Linked DNA regions of Sus scrofa: region 1 is linked to region 2. Evidence: chromatin contacts called from public HiChIP or PLAC-seq data. All regions are on one chromosome and are shown on one strand. The core of a region is the stretch at or near the end of the contact, and the rest is flanking DNA. Distances in the headings are between cores, read along the strand shown. Region 1 holds the start of CBX6 (chromobox protein homolog 6). Region 2 holds the start of RPS19BP1 (active regulator of SIRT1).

Evidence for each region. HiChIP or PLAC-seq counts read pairs in DNA pulled down with a chosen protein or histone mark.
Region 1: an H3K27ac HiChIP or PLAC-seq map of alveolar macrophages shows a contact between it and region 2. The contact joins the promoter of CBX6 here to the promoter of RPS19BP1 in region 2. A contact is called at or near these places in 1 of 47 Hi-C or Micro-C datasets (liver) and 1 of 2 datasets of contacts at active chromatin or transcription factors (alveolar macrophages).

Annotation. Positions count from the first base shown.
Region 1 is chr5:9,179,190-9,181,889 of Sscrofa11.1, forward strand. It overlaps CBX6 (chromobox protein homolog 6), which reads left to right and starts at 1,370. Exons shown (of 5, transcript XM_021091475.1): 1 at 1,370-1,580; 2 at 1,759-1,802; 3 at 1,970-2,035; 4 at 2,178-2,244. The coding sequence starts at 1,512.
Region 2 is chr5:8,734,044-8,736,765 of Sscrofa11.1, forward strand. It overlaps RPS19BP1 (active regulator of SIRT1), which reads left to right and starts at 1,320. Exons shown (of 4, transcript XM_003126008.4): 1 at 1,320-1,472; 2 at 1,611-1,739. The coding sequence starts at 1,421.

The sequences.
Region 1 (2,700 bases), core at 120-2,619, 450 kb after region 2:
TGACCCTTAGCACATCTGCATTCCTCTCCACCTCAGTGTCACTGCCCCCCCCCCACTAAAATGATGGTGAATCTGCACTTAATGACACTGAAAGAGTTCATTTCATGCCATTAAGGGAGAAAAGTGGATTCCATCTAGTGTGACTGTTATGATCCCACTGTGCTAATGAGAAAGAATTTAAGTAATATGTCTATACCATAGATATACACACAATGTAGATATGTGCATATATACGTGTGTTTATATAGGCACACGACGGAGGCTGGAAGAAGATTCTTGAAGAGGTTAATGATTTGATGGAGATTATAGATAGCTGCTTTTTGTTGTACTTTCAAGAAATTTACAAAGAACAGGACTGTTGGTGTGACCCCATAAAATAAAGTTGAAATAATTCAAAATAAAAGAAACGGAGCGTTATGTGTGGCAGGGCTACTCTGCGTCCATTCCAGGACAACCCAGGTCTCCCGGCACCCTCTCCCAAATAGGAAGCTGGGCTCTGGTCTCCGGCGAGCAATGGCGGAACCAGCAGACGAACTGCAGGCGGCAGGAGGGTGACGCGGTCAGGGGGCCTGGGAATCAGAAAGCATACGGAGGAGGCCGAGAGAGCGGCTTCTGCCGAATGACCCAAGGATGACCTGATTCGGGCCCAATCTGGTATGTGGGGAGCCCGTTGTCCTCCCACGGCCTCGCTCCCCACCCCCATCCTCCCCACCGCCACATCTTCACCGTTGCGTCTTCACCCGGACCTCCTGGGTGAAGGCAGGTGCCGCGCCCAAGACCCCGGCCGAAAAACAGATGTATACGATCACCCCGGCCTCCCTTGGCCTCAATTCACCACCTCCCCCGCTTCCTGCGGTGGCGTTTTTGTTTTAATTCATCTGAACTGGTTACAAAACCACACTCCCACGAATACATAAATAATGGATAAGGGGTTGGGGGGCAGTGTTTTAAAGAAATTCCCGCAGGGCCTGGCAAAGCAACAGCAAATGCATTTCTGCTGTATCATATTTAACTGTTTGCAAACTTCTGCTGGGAGGATGAGCAGCAGCAGCAGAGATTCCACCGCCCTTCCCCCTCCGAGCCAGGAGAGATTTGCAAGGGAGGGTTTAAAGGAGGGAGAAATTGTCAGCTACAGAGGGTCCGGAAGATGGAGAGGAGAATGAGAAAGTGTTTGTAAGACTGCACTGCGCGGGACCCGGCTTCTTACAGGGCAAGCATCTCCGGGGCTCTGGGCCCCGGCTCCCCTAGCCAGGCAAGGCCCCTTTAAGAACCAGTGCGCGCCCCCGCCCCGCGTGCGCTCACTTTCCCTAGCAACCGCCCCGGGGGAGGAGGAGGTCCTGGCAACGGCGCGCCAGTCCGGAGGGTCACGTGACGGCCCGCAGCTGGAACGCGAGTGCGCGCCCCGCCGCGCGCCCGCCCGCCGGGCCTATGCGCTGCGGCGCGTGCGCGAGCGGTGTAGCACCGGCCGCGGGAGCAGGGAGTATTATGGGCTGTGGGTGCCGCTGAGCAAGATGGAGCTGTCTGCAGTGGGCGAGCGGGTCTTCGCGGCCGAATCCATCATCAAACGGCGGATCCGAAAGGTGAGCTGCCTCCCTGGGTGGGACACCTAGCCCTGCAGCCGGTGTCCCGTTTTGCGGGCCAACGGGGCGAAGCGGTCCCGCTAGCCCGGGCTCTCTCGCCCACCCCCGCGCCGCCGCCTCCTCGCGTCCCTGCATCCTCCCCACCCCACTCCCCCCTTTTTTCTTCTCTGTTTTTCAGGGACGCATCGAGTACCTGGTGAAATGGAAGGGGTGGGCCATCAAGTGAGTGTCACCGGATCCAGGGGCGAGGGGGAAGGAAGGCAACGGACACTGGGGCCTTTTTTTTTTTTTTTTTCCTTCCTTGGCGGGGGGGTGCGCTCATCTGCTCCCTGGCATGTGCCTCAGCCTCTCTGGTTTTCTTTTTATTTTGTGCATGTGTAACACGGCAGGTACAGCACTTGGGAGCCCGAGGAGAACATCCTGGACTCGCGGCTCATTGCAGCCTTCGAGCAGAAGTGAGTTTAGGAAGCTGGCAGGGGCGGCGGGGCCGAGACTCGGCTGGGGCGCCGCGCGGGGAAGCGGGAGAGCCGGGGAGGGCAGCGCGGAGTGGGGCCCGGGAGGGGGCTCTTTTTAACCTCTGGCGTTTCTCGGCCGCAGGGAGAGGGAGCGTGAGCTGTATGGGCCCAAGAAGAGGGGACCCAAACCCAAAACTTTCCTCCTGAAGGTAACCTGGCCCAGCCCCAGCAGCCCCCTCACGGGCCCCCTAGCCCGGGCGCAACACGGGGCCTGCAAGGGCGGGACAGATCCGCGGCCGCCCGCTTGGGCGGGCCTTTCCAGAGGGGCCCCGGCTGGGCAGGGGGTGGTTATGAGCCCCCGACAAGCCCCTGGCAGCAGGCCCTGGCCAGCTCCAGCTTCAGCAGAGGGGCCCGGGAATGGGGGGCGCGGGGGGGGAATCTTCCTCGCTGACAAGACCAGGGTCTGGGGAGGCCCGCAGGAAGCAGGTGGATGAGGCAGGTGGGGACTGTCCACCTGAGGGAGCGGCAAGGAGGTCGCTTCTGCACGTGAGAGCCCTCATGTCCCCCAGCCTTGAGCCGGTAGGAATTAGAACCCAGCGAGAGTGAATGTGCTCTCTCACATGGCAGGAAACCGGGAGAGGTACTGGGGGAGGGGGCACCTGCGA
Region 2 (2,722 bases), core at 70-2,569:
TCATTCCCTGGCCTCCCTCAGTGGGTTAAGGATCCGACGTTGCCATGAGCTGTGTTGTGGGTCACAGACACGGCTCAGATCTGGCATTGCTGTGGCTGTGGCATAGACTGGCAGCTACAGCTCCGATTTGACCTCTAGCCTGGGAACCTCCATGTGCCACAGGCTCAGCCCTAAAAAAAAAAAAGGACCAACTGAGTCATCTCTGTGACCTACACTCGACAGTGTCAGGTATGCAAGAGGCCCTCAGAACATGTTTGTACAATGAATTCAGTGGTTCGTCCTCATTCCTCACTCATTTATTGTCTTCTGCATGCCAGGTACTAGGCCAGGATCTGCAGATGGAGCAGGGAACCAGACAGGATTCCTCCACACAGCAAGAACTTCTAAGCCAGACGTTCTCAAATTATTTGGTATAAGAACTTCTTTATGCTTAGAAAAATTCAGAATCCCAAAGAGCTATTTTATGTGTAAATACATAACGACAGTTACCATGTAAGAAACTAAAACAGAGAATTTATAAAATATTTATTAATTGGTTTAATATGACAAGCCTACTTATTAATATAAGAGAATTTTGTTTTGTTTTGTTTTGGGGTTTTTTTTTGGGGGGGGGGTCTCTTTAGGGCCGCACGCGGGGCAGATGGAAATTCCCAGGCTAGGGGTCAATCAAAGCTGTAGTCGCCCGCCTACACCACAGCCACAGCAATGCCAGATCCAGGTGGCGTCTTCAGCCTACACCGCATTTCACTGGCAATGCTGGATCCTTAATCCACTGAGCGAAGCCAGGGATCAAACCCGCGTCCTCATGGATACTATCCGGGTTCATTACCGCTGAGCCACAACGGAAATTCCCTAAGTGACATATTTTAATGAAATCAACTGTATTTTACAAAACAACAAAATAGTGGGAAAACACTTATATGTTTTGCATTCTTGAAAATGCCTTTAATGTCCGGTTTAAAGAAGACAGCCGTTAAGGCGAACTCTATCTGTGCGATACGTTGCTCTGGTTGAATTGCATTTAAAAATACTTCAAAAAATGCATTCTCCTTTTTCATAAAAATTGAGAATATTACCACTCCGCCCTGCCCCCGGCCTCGCCCTTGACGGAGCAGCCAGAACCGAGAGGCTTAACCTACCAAACTCTGCTGGGCTGGGCTAGGGGTAGACGGCTTCCTGGAGAAGGTGTGGCCTGGCTCGCAAAGGGTTGGTTGGATTGGGATTGGACGACAAATGTGTCCTTCGTGTGTTGGCCCCACCTCCATATCCCGCCCCCTTCCCGCCCAGTGGTAAGTATAACGCATGCGTCCTAACGCACTTCCTCTGCGGAACCTTCTGTTCTCGCTCTGGTTTCCGCCGAGAAAACAGGGGTGTCCAGGGCGGAAGTACTTGAGGCGTGTGGGCGGGGCTAAGTGCAATTATGTCGGCGGCCTTGCTGCGGCGGGGCTTGGAGCTTTTGGGGGTTCCCGAAGGTGAGGAGGGAAGGTGGGAGGGACTGGGGATGGAGCTTGCGGGGTGCGGAACGATCCAGGCCGGGCTTAGCCTCGGTGGGATGGGAGCCCTGAGCGCCCTCCGACCCGGGTCCGTGCCTTTCTCTGTGCCCGTTACAGCCCCCGAGGCCGCGCCAGGCCAGACTAAGCCTAGCCAGGCTCCAAAGAAACGGACCCGGAAGGCAAAGGCGACCCAGGCCCAGAAACTGCGGAACTCGGCCAAGGGAAAGGTTCCCAAGTCGGCGCTGGGTGAGTTTGGGAGTGGACGGGACGGGACGTGCTGCTCCTGGGATAGGGGCCTGTGCCCTGGAGGAGGGGGCACTTGAGTCAGGGCTTGAAAGGTTCCCCAGACATTTCTAGAACACCTGTGCGACGGGCGCAGGACGGGGCCCTAGGAACGCGGAGGTGAACACATCACCGTCTCAGCCCTCAAACGGGGAGAGAAGCATCATAGAGTTTCAAAATCAGCATATAGTTGCGGTGATGAAGTCTGTGCAGTAAGACTTTCGTGCTTTGAGAAGGACTTCAGGGCCAAATCAGGCTTTTCTAAGGAAGCAACATTTAAGCCCAGACCTGAAGTATAAGAGTGAGCTAGGGGAGGAGTAATCCAGGAGAATGGCATCTACAAAGTCCGAAAGAAATTCGTTGCCTTTGAAAATTTAAAAGAAACCTGGTTAAAGGCAACGTACAGTGAACGAGGGTCAGAGACGGAGCATTTAATAAAAATTAAAACTCCTTGCGCCCGGTGCTTTTCTAAGTCTCGTACAAATATTCACTGATTTCATCTCTCACAGCAACCCTGTGCCGTCGGTGCTGTTATTACCCCATTGTACAGGTGCAGAAACAGGCACCTGCCCAGATGGTACAGGTAGAAACCAGGCAGTGTGTTTCCAGAGCCCTGCTCTCACCTACGTCATTCAACTAGGAGGTGCTGTGGCCTGGGTGGTGGTGGTGGTGCAGAGATAACAGAATTGTGCAGGTGGCTGATGCAGTGAAGAGGGAGCCTTGATGGCCTCAGTGAACTGGCTGTGAGGATGGAGGGGGAAGGAGATCCAGCGGGAATGGAGCCCTGTTTCTAGGAGAGCATCTTGGGCAATGTGGTGCCACTGTACAGACTTAAGAGGGGCAGGTGTGGACTGGATGGTAGGGTGTTTTGACTTGTGGCAGGATTTCATCAGCTCCTAGGGTATCTTTGAATCCCCAGGGCGCATAGAAAGTGTTCAGGTATTTGT